Regions from separate parts of the Anser cygnoides genome. Here region 1 is linked to region 2. A link is a contact called in public Hi-C data. All regions are on one chromosome and are shown on one strand. The core of a region is the stretch at or near the end of the contact, and the rest is flanking DNA. Distances in the headings are between cores, read along the strand shown. Region 1 overlaps MAPK14 (mitogen-activated protein kinase 14). Region 2 holds the start of SRPK1 (SRSF protein kinase 1).

Evidence for each region. Hi-C and Micro-C count contacts between places; a contact is called where the count stands out from the background.
Region 1: a Hi-C map of liver shows a contact between it and region 2, with 12 times the contacts expected there. The contact joins the enhancer-like site here to the promoter of SRPK1 in region 2. A contact is called at or near these places in 3 of 7 Hi-C or Micro-C datasets (all in liver).

What each region holds. Positions count from the first base shown.
Region 1 is chr25:1,941,906-1,945,621 of Taihu_goose_T2T_genome, reverse strand. MAPK14 (mitogen-activated protein kinase 14) reads right to left here. Exons shown (of 11, transcript XM_066983143.1): 8 at 1,880-1,959. LOC136786946 (a long non-coding RNA gene) reads left to right here. Exons shown (of 2, transcript XR_010826589.1): 2 at 1-2,011. Among named protein-coding and RNA genes, the nearest start is that of MAPK13, 6.2 kb to the left of the region's middle. Within about 2 kb of position 1,476, at least 1 of the 3 cell types and tissues checked has open chromatin away from gene starts, as enhancers often do. A contact at or near this core is called in liver, where this site is marked.
Region 2 is chr25:1,897,855-1,901,579 of Taihu_goose_T2T_genome, reverse strand. SRPK1 (SRSF protein kinase 1) reads left to right here and starts at 2,440. Exons shown (of 16, transcript XM_066983105.1): 1 at 2,440-2,752; 2 at 2,864-2,924. The coding sequence starts at 2,455.

The DNA of each region.
Region 1 (3,716 bases), core at 227-2,726, 45 kb before region 2:
CTTAAAACAATGGAGAATTATTAAGTTGGTAACAGCGTCAATACAGAAAGGAGTATTTCTGTCTGCCATAAGTAGCATTACACTACAACATGGTTGCTTTCACATTTCCCAGCAGTTTTAAGCCACTGGAGTAGACATTTTATTTGGATGAATCTACTCCTCAAAAATTTTCCTAGGCTGCTGCAGCTACATAAAGCCTCAGGAAAACGAAATTAGAGAACAGAATTAGAACAGAAACAAAAATCATATCCTCCGCACTAGTTACCAGCTTTTTTCTTCCTGCATAGAAAGTATTTAAGTTCCTTGTGGTGCAAAGTGAAATCAGCTTACAACTAACACCTCCTTCTAAACAGCTTTGAATGCACTTTGATATGTGGGCGAAGTGACAGAAGGCAATAAGTGCAAAATTAGCAAAACATTAGCATTGCATAAGACATAAGAGTTAGCTGATGCCAGTGAACAGGACAGAGAAAGTAAGAGGATACCAAAGTAATGCAGCAGAAAAACAAATACAGAATTTCTTACAGTGACACATTTAAGGCCCTCAAATAGTTTTGCTATCTCTGTACAATGGAAAAATTTAGTAGAGACAATACTTTATTGCATTTTTAAAAAACGCTCTTGATTTGAACCTGGCTAAGATCAATTATTCTTTTTATTGCACGATACTAAAGAAAAAAGATCGTTTAAATCTTACGCATACAAACTAATCTTTTGCTTAACCTAGCCAACCTTTAAAGCTTGTCTCTCTCACTAATCTGCTGTACTTCAAATACCAGCCTACCCTTCCTCAGAGTCCCAAAAGGTCAGCTCGCAGGCAGCCCCAGTGACCTGCGTTAATCATTTCTACCATTCCAAGAGACGCCCCTGGATGTTTGAAGTTGGTGTGATATTCGGTCAATCTACCAATCCGTTCCAACCTGCGCTACTTCTACCTTCCTGAAATGTAATTCAAGGCTAACCTCACATTTACCATAAGTGTTACACGAGAAAGAACATGAGGTGCAGCACAAAATTATCTTACTGCTCTCCACCACGCTGACCCTGTTGCTTAACAGAAACAGCAGCGAGCGACTTGCTGAAGTACGTCCTCAGTTACCTGTAAACGAGTTCATTGCCCACTACAGATTGACTCATTAATCTGTGCTGTTACGCCATCCTTTGCTCTGCCTTTTCTGCACTTTACTTTCAGTAACAGGTAAAAAACGAATGCCATTTAAAACTGTCTTTGCAGAAGTTCACAATCCAAGATTAAAACAATGAGGACATGGCAATATGGCTGGAAGTAGATGTTGCCCTTTAAAAAGGAGACTGTAGAAAGCTTTTTGTGATTATCTTGACAAAAGGGCCCCATACACGTAAAAGCACCTAAAAGGCATTTTAGCTCTTATGCTACAAAAGCCTGAGATGGTTGCAGCAGTGTTTCAGGAATTAACCATACTACAGAAGGGACTGTGCGTGTCTAGAAGGTAACACTTGCTCTTGTTCAGTTTCCCTCCCCAGAAAGATCCTTGGGTAGGCAATCTGGAGAAATAATAATTGAGACAAGCCTCAAGTTCTTAGCTGTGAAAAATACTTTCCCAGCAGCATCTGATCATACAATATATCACAAAGTATAAACCCACAAACTGGAAAAAAAAAAGTCACGAAGCAGTAAAAACAGAATATGGAATGAAGAAATCATACCACAGGCAGAGTTAACAGAAATAAAGATCAGATACACACAGCATATGAACTCAAAGCCATCCAAGAGTGAAGAATGACAAAAGAAAAATACAAAAAGAAATCTCAACATATACTACTGACAGACTACAGGAGGGCAACACACAAACTTGGGACTTCCGAAAGGGCAGATATTACAATCAAAGTGTAAACTCACAGACTCTGAGGAGATTTTCTTCAAAAGCTCAGGCCCTGGGGTTCCAACGAGTCTCAAAATGAGCTTCAACTGATCAATATCTAATGATGGACCATAAAGGAAAATGCTGGGACAAATCAAAATGAAAAGCGCGCAAAATATCAGCCTATTAATGTTGAAAGTTAATGCCTGCCAAGGCCTCAACTGAAAAGCTATTTTAAGCAAACTGTATTCATTCTTCTCGAACAAAATTGCATACCCACTTATTACACAGCTCCATCTGTATTAGACAGATTGAACAACTCGACTAGCAATGCACCACATGCATCGAGCTGGTCACTGCATCCCTACCCATCGCGGAGCACAAGCCCAAGCTTTTTGCCCCACTGGCAAAGGATGGCTTTACATGCTCACTTCACCCTGTTAGCCCCACACCAAAGTAGAAGCAGTCAGCAGGATTAGGCTGGATTAGTAACAGACAAAGCAGAAGACTGAAAAGTGTAAGCACTAGTATTAAGAAAGTCGAGGCCTTTTGTGAACACCTTATAAGATAATTCAGCCACGCAGAAAATTTGAGAGTTAAGAACGTGACTGGACCCTGCTCACCACCTACAGCTTTGCTGCGGTAGGGATTTTTGGCATCCCGGACCCCTTCCTCGCACCCACAGCAGCCGCTGGAGGATGGGGCTCTGCGGCCGGCAGAGGGTGCTGGCTCCCTCCAGCTGCTGCAGGGCAGGAGGCGAGAAGCACCCGAAGGACAAGGTAGGCTCAGATCTAAGACCTCTCCTCTAGAAAGCTCTTGGGTCACAGCACTGCAGATGCAAAGAGTGTTTTAATCCAGGAAACAGCCTCCACAAGGCCACTTACCATTCTGAGCTGCCCTCTTAAATAGGCAGAAAAAAAAAAAAATCAGTATTTGGGATATGTGACAAAACACACACTCGATGAAAAAAACATTAAAGACAGTTATGTGTCTAAAACCCCAGATAGTAAGGAGGTATCTTTTTAAAGTCATTAAAAGAATAATCTCCCTTCTTCTCCAAGTTATCCTCCGTGCTGTCCTTCAAACCCCACTGGTGATTCCAGACTGTCCGTAATGTTTATATTTGCCCTCAAAAGCCTATCAAGCTAGTTACAAATTTTCCTTTCAATAAAAGCAGTCTATATACTAATGTTTTCTTCTGGGATTAATGTCTTCCTGATGTTTGCAGATGCAGTTACAATTCCTTCTGAGAACATCTTTTAACTCACATACTACTTACGTAAAAGCATCTTTGCACCTACCAAGGGACTGGTTTGGGGGTTGCTTTTTCTTTTAAATGCAGCGTTCCTGTGATACTGGCAAACCGTATACGAAGGAAATCGCCAACACTTTGCTAAAACCTTTATCTTAATGGAAATCTTGGTTTCAAGTTTTCCATATAAAATGTAAAGCCCCTGGAAGCAGTACTTTGTCAGAACAGCTGAACTAATTTCTCACTTCTCAAGTTGCTTGGCCAACTCCTACCTACTCAAAACCTCAGAGTAAATCTAATGTATCTAACGGGATTTAGCTTAGCAGCTGAATTGCCAACTCCTAGTTATCAATGCTTAAATGAAATCACTGTATCTACTGGTGTAGGAGAAGGAGCAGGGGTGCTACGATAACCGTAATTAGCTCATTTAAATTGGATTTTCCTCTGCGCCACTTAAAACAGCCCATATACCTTTTACTGACTCTTGTGAAAGAAACAGTTGTGCAAGTTTAGGACTGCCAGCATCCCTCAGATGTTGCATCTCACACCTCAGTTTAAATATTTAAATTCTTTTAAAGGTATTTAATATCGTGTACCTCAGGCATGCCAACAGTATTGTTGCC
Region 2 (3,725 bases), core at 1,191-3,690:
ACGCCAAGCTCCTCTCAACTCTGTTCAAAACAGAGTAATACAAACCCCATGAAAAGCATAGCCCTCACTTCCAGATTCTCTTGGCTCTCCTATGGCAGCCTTGATTTAAGATGAAGTGGCATTCCTAGCTGTTGGCACCACGCAAAGTCTGCACTACGAACTTAAGACTTGATTTTTTTCGTTGGCGTGCATAGCAGAGCTTGGAATCTTTCCTTCCTACCCCCATGACTCTGCAGAGCTGAGCACCAGGGGACAACTCAGACGTCAGTATGTTAGCTCTCAAATTATGGGGATTTGCGTTGCAAAACAAATACCTTGCCGAGAGGAAGTCCAGACAATCCTGATCTTTTTCCCTTATAGCTGCACGGCGCCATAACTCTGCTCCTGCACATGTACAGAAGGCTTCTGTGTTTAGCCAAGCACAAATCCCTGGACACAGGCTGCAAAGCGACAAAGCACGTACTTTATGGCCGAGGACTCCACCTATACCTCTAAAAAGCCACAGAAGTCGGAGTTCAAAGGCCTGTCTGTAATCGTGTGCTTGCAGGCAGTTTGATGTTCTCACCTGACCTAGTTGCAACAACTCCAGTTGTTTTGTGCAGACAGCAGCTTTTTAATGCCCTTCCCAGCTAGCGTGATGCCACGATGTTTTCCTAGCAGGACACGCTGCAGCAACCCAGGCAGCTCTCCCATTGCACCGCGAATTAGAGGACACAGATCCCAAAACATCACCACGCACGTTATCGTTACACACCGTGCAAAGCGCGTGCAAGCTGCCAACCCTGCTGGCGTTTTATTAACACACTGCTTCGCTGCATGAATGGCTGCAGACGTAAAGCAGTGGAGGAGCCCCAGGAGCCGCAGGGAGCGTGGCGGCAGCAGCAGTTCTCAGGGCAGCGTGCTGCGGGGTGTCACGCCGCACAGGGAGCTATGAGGGAGGACCAGATGGAGCGGTTACGGACGGGCACAGTTCGGGGGCATTCATTCTGCTAGTGCCAGGCTGTCTGGGGAAAGAGGGCTGGATTTGGGCTAGGGCCTGGCAAACCTTTGAGAGTGCTACCCCAGATTAGAAGAGTCAGGGAAGAAACCTAGCAGGAGGGGAGGTGCTCCTTCCCCCGCCAGTAGTATCTTGCTTCTGCAGGAGACCTCTGCGCGAGGCTCAGATTGTGACGGCACGTGGTGGTGGAAGCAAGCGTCCGAGGGTCTGCGATCCCTGTCTACGTCCTTGCTTTGCTGTGTTGCCTTCCCAATCTGGCCACGTGCCGTCTGTGAAGTCCTCACATGAAGAAACCTGGCCCCGGGCCACAGGAAGCATGGAACAGAGCAGCAGCCCCGGCAGGTGGGAGCTACACCTCGTTAGAGCCAACTGCAGCGCTCATTTAGTACAAATGTGGGGCACCACATCCCTCTGCAGGAGGAGGCTGCCAGAGTACTGAGATCCCTGCAGTTTTTGTGCTGTTTCTGTTGGGACTTCGAGGCAGGAACTTTCCTAGAGTTGCTGTAGGATACTAGTGGGGGGGACTGCATCGTGCTTGAGGTCTTGCAGCTCACCGTTACTGGGAATCCCAGTTGTGCAAAGGCTGAAAATTAGGAGTGAGCTTGTCCTTCTGTGTCGCGTTAATACCATGACATTTTGTGCTGCAGTTTCTCACTTTAAAACTCTTTGCAGGGGCTCAGAGGAACTACACGCATCATTCCCAGAGCTCGTAGCGTGTAATAAAGCAAAACCTACAAATTATGAAGAGGCCTTTTCTGCCTCCCAAAATCGCCCACGTGCGTACCTACCTTCCCTGGAAAACACTTATAACCTGATGCCAAAGGGCCCCTGCTCTCGGCCATGCTTTCAAATGCCCTGTCCTAGGCGTCGAGGACGCGCAGCGCTCGTGCTCAGGGCCCCGCTGGGTGGCCGCGACTCCCTCTGCTGGCTTCCCCGCAGCACCGGGCGGCTGCGCAGGGCCAAAACCCCTTAGTGTAGGAACCCGAGGGGATACAGCAAGCGCTCCTAACAAAGCTACGACCCTTTTATTAGGACTAAAATGGTGTTGAACAGAACGGGGCTCGGAGAAGTTCTACGGGAAACGTGTAACGCCCTGAGACAGTGGTGCCAACGCCTGCGTGCCACCAGCCCGGCCGCGCGCCCAGGGGACTGCGGCGGGGGCCCCGGCCCCAGATCCGGCCCCCAAATCCCCAAACTCGTCCCCAAAATCCCCAGATCCTGCCCCAAAACCCCCAGCTCTGCCCCTCCCCCCCCCCCCGAGCCGGCCGCCATTTCCCGCTCGTTCCCGGCGCGGGCGCGGGCACCTGGCCACGCCCCTGGCCACGCCCCTTTCCTCCAAGCCACGCCCCCTTCATTGTCCCGCCCTTTCCCATTCCCCGCCCCGTGTGCGTCACACGCGCCGCGTTACGTCACACGCGCGGCGCCCCGCCCCCTCCCCCCAGTCCCCCCCCCGCGCCATGCCGCTGCCGGAGGCGGCGCCGGCTCCCTGCGAGCCCCTCCCCGCGGCGCGCGAGCGGGGGCGGAGCCTGCAGCGAGCGAGGGGCGTGGCCTCCGCGGCTCGCTCCGCCTCCAGCAGCAGCGCCTCGGGCCGGGGGGAGGAGCCAGGAGCGGCGCTGGGCGTGGTGGCTCGGCGGCGGCGGCGGCGGCGGCGCGCGAAGCTCGGCGCGTGCGCGGCGCGGCCCGGCGTGGCGCAGGGGGAGGCGGCGGCGCGCATGCGCGGGGGGCCCACGGGGCTGCCGGCCATGGAGCGGAAAGGTGCGGGCCGGGAGGGGAGCCCCGAACCCCCCCCCCCCCCCCCCCCTCCCCGGTAACCCCTCCCGGTTCCCTGCCGGCCCCCCTCACCGCCCTCTCCTTCTCTCCCCGCAGTGCTGGCGCTGCAGGCCCGGAAGAAGCGGACCAAGGCCAAGAAGGAGAAGGCGCAGAGGAAGTGAGTGGGGGGCCCGGCCTTCCCCCCCCCCCCCCCCCCCCCGAGGTCTCCTCAGGGGGCTCCTGGGCGGGCGGGAGGGGCACGGAGCTCGCCCCCCCCAGCACCGTCTGGCGGGACCGTAACGGGGGGGAGGCCTCGGAGGGGGGGGGTCTCGGCCTCCAGGGGGGTGGGAGAGGCCGGGCCTCAAGGGGGGAGGCTCGGGTTCGGGGTGGGGGGAGGTCTCGGCTCCTCCTCACGGGGACGGGGAGGCCCCGCCGCTCCCCTACCGCTTGTGGTTCCGTTGGGGGGAGCCCCGGGGGGTAACGGAGCCGCCTGGAGCCGCTCGGAGGTCCGTGAGGGGGCTCCGAGCCCCAGCCCGGGGCTGTAGGTGCCCATTTCCCCCCCCCTCAGAGCAGCCCCATGACCGCTGGGGGTAGGCACCGGCCTCCCTTTGCTCCTTCCCCCCCCCCCCCCCCCCCCCCTTTTTAAAGTCTTATCGCAGGAGCCGAGCGCCTCGTTCGCGTCCTTCTCTAACTTTGATGCTCTCGTGCGGCTTCCTTCCCACCGCAGGAACCCTGCAGGGCCTTCTGTGCGGTGAACGGCTGGATGCAGATAGGAAAAAATTAAAGGATCTCGACTAAACGCTAAACAACGGCTTCCAGCGGGCCGCCCTAAGTGCTGCATTCAGTGCTGCTTACGGATTCCTTCCCAGTGAGCGGCGATGTAAATCCCCGAGCCCGTTCTGTAAATGCCCTTTATTTCTGTAGGAGCTCCGTACCCGCCAGCTTTTACGCTTGCTGGTGCACGAAGTGAGGCTCGGGG